2 separate regions of the Rattus norvegicus genome follow, and region 2 is linked to region 1. The links are chromatin contacts, called in public Hi-C maps. All regions are on one chromosome and are shown on one strand. Each heading gives the region's core, a stretch centred on a gene start, on an enhancer-like site or on the middle of the called end of the contact. The rest is flanking DNA. Distances are from core to core; before and after follow the strand shown.

The links. A called contact is a pair of places that touch in the nucleus more often than the background predicts.
Region 2: a contact with region 1 is called in a Hi-C map of the A7r5 cell line, with 4 times the contacts expected there. The contact joins two enhancer-like sites. A contact is called at or near these places in 5 of 12 Hi-C or Micro-C datasets (the A7r5 cell line, Schwann cells, frontal cortex and 2 more) and 1 of 1 datasets of contacts at active chromatin or transcription factors (oligodendrocytes).

Annotation. Positions count from the first base shown.
Region 1 is chr18:35,492,958-35,497,466 of GRCr8, forward strand. No RefSeq gene overlaps it. Among named protein-coding and RNA genes, the nearest start is that of Stk32a, 15 kb to the right of the region's middle. Within about 2 kb of position 2,719, at least 6 of the 93 cell types and tissues checked have an H3K27ac peak or open chromatin away from gene starts, as enhancers often do. A contact at or near this core is called in the A7r5 cell line, where this site is marked.
Region 2 is chr18:35,829,572-35,834,080 of GRCr8, forward strand. The region is part of intron 20 of Jakmip2 (janus kinase and microtubule interacting protein 2); the gene reads right to left. The region is part of intron 1 of LOC120098288 (a long non-coding RNA gene); the gene reads left to right. Among named protein-coding and RNA genes, the nearest start is that of Dpysl3, 100 kb to the left of the region's middle. Within about 2 kb of position 2,215, at least 8 of the 93 cell types and tissues checked have an H3K27ac peak or open chromatin away from gene starts, as enhancers often do. A contact at or near this core is called in the A7r5 cell line, where this site is marked.

The DNA of each region.
Region 1 (4,509 bases), core at 1,469-3,968:
ACACACACACTTATACATCCTTTCATCAGACTCAAGGAAGTTTGCCCATAAAGTTTCTCAGTTTAGTTTTTGCAGCAGCTTACGAAATGCTAGACAATGGAGTCCTAGGTCGAGGCTCTAGTAGTTGGTGAAGCTGTTCTAATGTGTCCTCAGGACCCATAGTGGAATGCATCAGGACAAGAGAGTGAGCAACCTCCAAGGGAAACCCTTCTAATAGTGGTATTAACCATTGTGGGGGGGGCTCACCTCTCAATTCAGGAGCTCTGGACATGCAAAGGAGCTAAATATAAACAATCTGTAGCATTGTTCCACTAAAAACTAAACTAAAAGTTTAACAGACTAGAATCCCAACACTAAAAGTACTAGTTTCCTTTTGCTAAAATCTGAAAAAAAAAAAAAAAAACCCAATCGTTAGAGTCCAGAACACTCAACTCCAGCTAGGGCTCTATGGCACCACACTCAGCTAGAGGGAACATGGGAAAGCAGGCAAACAGCCAACTGAGTACGTAACAAAGCAAGACAACGAGCCATATAACAAAGAAGTAAAGGGAAGGTCAAAGACCACAGTGACAATAAAGTTTGGGCTTGAGTACTGGAAACTTGTATTCTTTTAATCACCAGATATTTACTAAGCACTTTCTGTGTGCTGTCACTTACATACATGTGAAGAAGTCAGGACATAACCTAGAAATGATCCCAGGACTAGATTGAACTTCTGGAAATGGCCCAATAAAGGACTCCAACTGTTAAAACCATGACTCTGTGTTCCTGGCTGTTCCAGAATGCTGAGTCATCCAAGACTCCCAACTCATGTGTTTCAGGAGTGCTATCTCCGCCAAAGTACCCATATTGGAAATTTAATCCCCAGTGCAACTGTGTTCAGAGACTGGAACCAAGGCAGGTGTTTAGGTCAGGTGGCTAAAAGCCCATATGGATGGATTCATGCACTTGTATGTCAGGTGGAAGGATTGTTTGATTTGTCTACTGTTCTGTCATGACAGAACATAGCAGTTCATAGGCATCATGAAAGCAGAGAGACTAGACCCTAGGCTTTTGAATTCCCAGCCTCTAGAACAGTGGTTCTCAACCTGTGGGTTGTGACCCCTTTGGCAATGAATGACCTTAGGGGTTCCCTAAGATCATATACCATACCAGATATTTTCATTAAGATTCATAGCAGTATCAAAATTATCGTTATGAAGTAGCAACGAAAATAATTTTATGGTTGAGAGTCATCCCAACATGAAGAACTATATTAAAGGGTTGCAGCATTAAAAAGTTGAGAAACACTTCTCTAGAATTAGAAAGAGTAGATCAACGATTCGACCTCAGGAGCTGTTCTGTAGAAGCCTAAGCAAAGGCAAGAGTTTCCTTGACTAATGGGGACAGGAAGCCCTTACAACTCCCCAAGCCAGAATGACCCTCTCACTTATATACAGACTGGAATGAAACTGTTGAGTGGGTTCAAACTCTCAAGCAAAGTTAAAATTATATGAAATAAAACCGCATAAAAATTAATCACTGTAAGACTAGACATACCCTTCAATTATTCTGCCCCAGAATTCTTTAATAAAACTGAATATATGTTTTATTATATTGTATATTAATTTTATTTGTTAAACTTTAATATATTTATATAATATATTACATATGCATACATAGTATATTCTATTAATATAAAATATATGAACATAAAGTAATCTTATATTTCCACAGTAAAGGTTTACAGTCAAGAAACAAGTGAATTCGATTCATTCTAATAAGACACATGACATTTTCAGAAGGAAGTCAAGCTTCATGATAGGAGATATAATTACAACTTTTAGAATATAAATATGCTGCCCTAGTCTGTCTCTATGGAGAAATAATTATTCCACAAAGTCAATCAAATGAATAGCTGTTGCTGTGTGGTCAGATCTAGATGGCTCTAATAGGAAGCAGGCTAGACTCAGTAATCATCATTTGACCATGAAAAGGGAAGTTCACCATGTCAAGAGAAATGAGTGTGGTTCATAAAAAGTTGCACCTGAAGAATGGGATAGACATTACAATGGGGAGAGAATGGGGTTTACTACAATTTTAACAAAATTTTATAATGATTATACTTCGAAAGTGCTAAGTTTTTTAAAAAAGAAAATTATAGCAATCTCACAAACAGTAATGATTATTACATATATTGCTAAAATAGTCCTTGTAAATTATGTACATGTATTTAAATGAAGTAAATATTTATTCTTTAATTTTAATAATTTTAAAAGTGTCAAAAAGTTTATTGAAACTTCATAGCAAAAATTTAAAAAATATAACATCTATTATATCATGTATTATTTGAGGAAAGAGTTTTAAAGCCACAATCAAATCACAGAATATAAGTGTTTGTATTTACAGTTTCAGGTTTTTACATGTATATTATATTTCAGTGACACATTTACTAAAAAAATCTCTAATAGTAACATACTATTGTAGTAAGTTTTAAACTAAGATTTGAGAAAGACTTCTGCCTTGGAATATAGCAGTACTTTAAAAAAAAACCTTTGACTAGTAATTATTAAATTCTAAGATTGCAAAAGGGTTATTTCCCATAACCACAGGAAAATATCATCCTTCAGTTCTTGGCAAGTCTTTTACAGAGAAGTCTGGGGTACACAATGGGTGGTGTGAGGGGAAGCCGGGAAAAGGCAAAGGAAATGCGAACATTGGCAGCCCAGTGTTCACTCCAGAAAACACAGTGGCCGTGATCTCCATTCCTTTGGAATGAAAGGGAGCTATTTATAACACAAAGATTTTTTTGTGCCGTATTATTAAGTTAATATACGTACTGGCAATGGCGTTTTGTTTGGATACCACCAATAATTTGGAAGGGTATACTTAGTAGATAGTTACAGGCTTTAAGAAGGAAAGGGTGTCTGTGGCTAAATTGAAACTAATTGGGGCAAATGAGGGTCTCTGTCATAAACCACTAATAGTACCTCTTATTATCATGTTTACATAAGTATTGCAATTAACTAAGGAATTTCACCGGGACACAGTGCACCATTTACCCTCAGATCTCCTCTGGCAAAACAGTTACAAGGCTCTCTTTATGCCACAGATAAAGGAGGTGTTGAATGTGACAAGCACACAAGCCAGGCTGAAACAGAAACCAGGTATCTTTAATCTTTGACAGTACTTTGATTTTTGCTTGAAAGATACTACCTCCATAGTCGTAAAGGTTTTAGGGAAATGAGGACAGAATGGTGCTTGCGATTCTTATCCGCCTTGTGTATTCCAACGGTGGGAGTTGCATCACCTAAGACTGAGCAATTCTAAATATGGGGAAATGGCCAGTGCCTTGGTTACTTGTTGCTATGATAACATATCTGACAAGAGAAATGGAAGGGAGGGAGGGACAGAGAGAGGGATGACTTCAAACCTTTATCCTAGCTGCCTAGAAAGGAGTCTTTTCCTAGCTGCCTTCAGATGAGGATGTAGAACTCTCAGCTCCTCTTGCTGATGTCTGGATACTGCCTTGCTCCCTTTTGATGATATTGGACTGAACCTCTGAACCTGTAAGACAGCCCCAATTAAATGTCCTTATAAGAGTTGCCTTGGTCATGGTGTCTGTTCACAGCAATAAAACCCTAACTAAAACAAGTCTATTGTAGTAGAGGAGGCATAGTGACAGAAATAAGGGGAACTGTGCACACTGCATCCACAGCCACGAAACAGAAAGGAATGGCTGATGATATCCCTCCCATCCCCAGCTCAGCCCTCAGCCCATAGAATAGCCATTTGTAGGATAGCTCTTCCCATCTTATTTCATCCAATCTGGAGACTCCCTAAAAATATTTCCAGAGGTTTATCTCTTATGTGATCCTGGATCTTGTAAGTAGGAAATATCAACCACCACTGCTGATATAATTTAGGAATCCTTAAACTATGATCAGCACTGTTGTGGGTAGACATGGTCTGATGTTGACATTTGCCCATGGCCCTAGGCTTATGTTCTTGATGTTGAGAGTCATTTGTTGAATTACTGGAGGGTACAGGGAGTAGGTTACACTCAGTACAAAGAGTTGAATGTCAACAGGTACATATTGAGTTAATAACCCAATGAAACTGTCAGGAAGCTAAAGTACTCTTAATAAAATCTTTAGACTGTTTCTGTAGATATCAAAGTAATAGAAGAAATTTTTGAAAATGGGAAGACCCTGTTTTACCATGCCACTCTGGGTATTCAAAGAATTAGAATGGATAGAGTCTGTTTCTTCCAGTGACAGTTCAGCATCTTTCCTAAAACATTTGATATAATCAACTCTCTTGGTCTTTGTGGTCTAGTACAGTAGAAGTTAACATCTTTTATTTTACTTATTTTAATTCATATATAAAGCAATAGGTTTCACATGATGTCTTCATCCAGGTTTTCTTTTTTTGACCCTGCCCTTATCGTCTTCTGTCTTTTTCCTCTTCTCTCCTTCCATCCATAGTAGTCCCTTTTCTGCTTCCCTGTCCCATGTGTCCTATATTTCT
Region 2 (4,509 bases), core at 965-3,464, 340 kb after region 1:
CAGTAAACCCTCATTCTCTACTGGAACATTCATTTTACCAGTATCATACTTCATTTCCTCTGTGTTTGGGAAACAGGACAGCTAAATAATCTAATTTTGAAAAGACAAGGCTTTCTGTTAATGGATGTTAATATCTTCTTAAATGACCTTCCTAGAAGTAATTCATTTCCATTTACCCCAGGGACTTTTTGGAGATATATATATATATATATATATATATATATATATATATATATATATATATATATATTGAGAGAGAGAACATTTCAGTGTGTGTGTCTGTGTGTGTGTATGTGTGTCTGTGTGTGTGTGTCTGTGTATGTGTCTGTGTGTCTGTGTGTGTGTCTGTGTGTACACGTACACAATATGTAGGCTTGAATGGAAGTGTTGCAACTTTTTCCATTAATTAATTAATTAATAATTTTACATCCCACTACCAGGCCCCTCTTCTCCAAGGCCCCCCTCACATAACAACTCCCTCCCACCCCTCTTCATCACCTCTGAGAAGGGAGGCACTCTGTGGGTACCAACCCACCGGGTACCTCAAGTGCAGGGTTAGGCACATCCTCTCCCACCGAGGCCAGACAAGGCAGCGAGTTGAGAGGCGGGTGGTCTGACCCAGGTTTTGGCTCTGTGCTTACAAGTCTTCCCAACAGGCAAATCACCTAAGTTATACACTGACACATCTACCACATTGTAGGTGTTCAAGAAATTTCCCCTAAAACAAGAACAAATAAGAAAATAAATGAATAGTTATTAAGGTCTTTTCTAGGTCTAAAGTACATATTTCCTTAAGTCAGATCTCCCTGAGTCAGACACACCTTAGAGAAGTTTTTTCCTTTCCAGAGTCTCCCTTTATGACTCCAGGCATTTTAAAGACGCTACACTGGTTTTGAAGCAGTAGTACCCAGCTCTTGGCTTTTTGCCCAGGTTGTCTTGGCTTTTGTTTGATCTGCTTCCATCACCTGTAACCCAAGTCTGCAAAGGAGAACTTCAGTTTTGTCCATTGTTATTTTGAGAGGTGATTGAGATGTAATCAAGGGCCTTGTACATGTCACACATGCCCTCTGCCAGGGGGCTACATCTTCAGTCTCTGCTCAAGAGCAGAATAAACTGCTGAGGTTTCTTTGTTTTTGTTTTATTTTGTGTTTGTTGTCGTTTGTTTGTTTGTTTCTGTAGTTATGAGGCAGCTAAGACATTTCTCGTGGTTAATTGAGAATCAAACCATCAGTGGGCAGGGATCCTGAAGACACAGGTGTCAGAAGAAATCATCTTTCTCTTCTATACTCCTGCCCTTTAATGTGACGAGCTCCCACAATGCCCTTCAGCGTTGCACCATTCTACACTAACCAACTAAAAGTCATACTAACAAAAGTGTGACTTACTGCATCCTTACTGTGTCCTAACCACTCAGTAGTTATTATTTGATTAGTAGCTTATTTAATTCTCATCACAGCAAAGTAAGTGGATTTTATCCCCTCATCTTACGTGTAAGAAAATGACAGTTTCGAATGGCTAAGTTCCCTACCCCCCTGAATTAGATATCCCTAATGACGTTGAGAGGAATGGGACCACGTTAGACTAACTGCTATGGAAACAATTACATCGCCTTCAAATAGAGTAGAGAGAAAAGTGCAGAGGAGGTTGACACTGGTGGATCATTAGTTTCCTTCTATTTGAACTGAAAGTGAAATGGAAGCTCCCAGCATACTTCCTCATAGCAGTGTTTGTATGACTGAGAGCAGGGGCACACTGAGAAGCCAGGATATTTTGTTACAGTGCCATTGATAGTTGGGAATGTTGGGCTGATGGGACTAAAGTGTCTGAAGCCAACATTTGTAAGACAAGTCAATTACGGCTGCTTTCTATTCTTGTGCTGCTTGGGAGGTAACTATGTTTTAAGAACTCATCCCTAATTCTTTCCTTTGAAAGTTCCTCTAGGGAAACAGAGTATGTTTTGGTAATGACATTTAAAACATAACACTGTAATTTTACAAAAGAAAAAACAATCAAAGGTTCCTACACTGTAAGAGGATCCTAGACACAATAGCATGCCATCCCTGTCTGGTCCCTGGGGAGCTTGCTTCAGAAGTGGGAATTTAGGGAATAACTCTGCTGAACTTCCTTGACCCTTTTTGTCTGGGTCTGGAGTAAGTTTGTGTGATAGGTCATGGACATTCCCAGGTCTTTGTGTTTACAGAAGAATTTGCTCGCCAAGTGAAACTGAACCCCTGGAAATGGGAGGCTGCAAATTCAGATGGTGGAGGCTGTTTGCAGAACAGTGGTCATTGCAACACTTGACTTTAGGCTGTCATTCCAGATGGATGTTTGAAAGAAAAAGAAAAAGAAAACAAAAAATCCCCACAAGTCAGCCTTCGAAGCACTTGGCATACATGTTTTTCCTGGGCAAATGCTCCCTCCTGTGGCCAGATAGTAGAATACAAAGAAATAGAATTAACAGGGAGGACACCCAGGAAATAATGGGCATAAAGTACAGTGTTGTACCCAGAAGAAACAGGTACACAGTACAGTATAGGGCATTGCAGTGTGGTAGTTTATTTGGGAATACCTTCTTGTTTAAGGAAAAATAAAACCTTCTTCAGCACAAGACGATAAAGCCAGAAAGGTAGAAGAAAGAAAGGGAAAGAGAAAGGAGGGAAGCAAGGAAGGAAGGAAGGGAGGGAGGGAGAAAGGAAGGAAGGAAGGAAGGAAGGAAGGAAGGAAGGAAGGAAGGAAGGAAGGAAGGAAGGAAGGAAGGAAGGAAGGGAAAGTTTAACAAAGAGAGTAGCAAAGCAAGCAAAAAGCCCATTTACTTCCACTAAAGCATCCTGGTTTATATCTCTCTTTTTCTATGGAGCCATCTCTGATCACTCAAATGACATGAGAGCCCTCCATGAATAGTCCAATACAGAAAGGCAAAACGAAAGTAATTTAGGAAGACTCTGTTCGTGACAAGGACCTGTGCTAGATGCAAAGGTGGGGCAGCATAAAACAACTCTCCGATTTAATTAGGGAATCGAGTGGAAAAGCACAAAACCAGTAGCAGGAAAGTATACTAGGTGTATAGGGAACAAGTACACACTATTTTATCTAATTACGTGTTCTTAAAATGTTCTTACTGATGCATATTCATTGTACATAATGCTGCTTCATAAAATTCTGACTATATTCCTGTCTTTTACCATCTTCTTTCTATCCATTCCAATCTGTCCTGTCACTCCTTTCCTTCCCTTCTACTGTTACATATTATATATGCATGTAATGTGTATATATTGAAATGTACACATACACATATATTATGTATTATGTATAACACACACACACACACACACACACACACACACAGTTTTATGTATCCATGAGTTAAAAAAGGTGGTGGCTAAGGTACATCATCAGCTATAAGGCTTATGCAGGTGAGGGGGAAATGAGAGAATTCCTGCCCAGGAGGAGCATAAGTAAAATCTAGAGCAGGCATTTGACTTAAAGCCTGAGCAGGTACCAACCCTTCAAACCTGCCATGGTTTTCCACATCAGATTGCAAGATATACTTGCTTTGCTGATACTTCAAAAGTTGCATTTATGCATTTTTCCATACAGTAGACCATAATTTTACCCAGAGGTTCTAGGATATACAGTGGTGACCATGTAGAGCAGTCTTGCTCAGTCCCTATATCTGGTGGCTCTACAATGCATAGGGCAGCCATAAGTAGTGAGGAGCAGGGAGGTAAGCTCTAGAATAAAGGTGTTAAGCACCTGGCACAATTACCCTTCAAACTTGCCGCAGAAGAGGGATCCAGCTCTTTGTCAATGATTGTAAACCCTGCCTCAGTCTCCTTGTAAGTATGCCTGTGGTAGACAGCATACATTGGAGCTTTCATAGGCATGACCATAGAAGATGTGTGCTTCTTATTCTTGATGTTGAATTTCTTTCACAAAATTATACTGTCAATCTTAATTTGCCTTGCGCAGCTTTTATAAAAAGTTTATGAGTTGAATTATATTTTTAATTGGATATTTTTCATTTATTTACATTTCAAATTTTATCCTCTTTTCCAGTTTCCTGTCCATAAACCTATCCCATCCCCCTCCTCCTTCTTCTATGAGGGTGTTCCCCTACCCATCCACCCACCCCTTCCCACCTCTCCGCCCTGACATCCCTTTACCCTGGGGGGTCCAGTCTTAGTAGGATCAAGGGCTTCTCCTCCCATCGGTGCCCAACAAGGCCATCCTCTGTTCCATATGCAGACATGGGTCTGTCCATGGGTAGTGGTTTAGTTCCTAGAAGCTTTGGTTGGTTGGTATTATTGTTCTTATGGGGTTGCAAACACCCTCAGCTCCTTTAATCATTTCTCTAATTCTTCCAATGGGACCCCGTTCTCGGTTCAAATTATATTTTTTAAGAAAAAAAAAGATCTTATGAATAACACAAGGTAAAAGCTTTTATTTTTTTTAAAAAATGCAGTTTGTTTTATTTTTCATAGAAACTAAAACACCAGAGTTCATTGATTG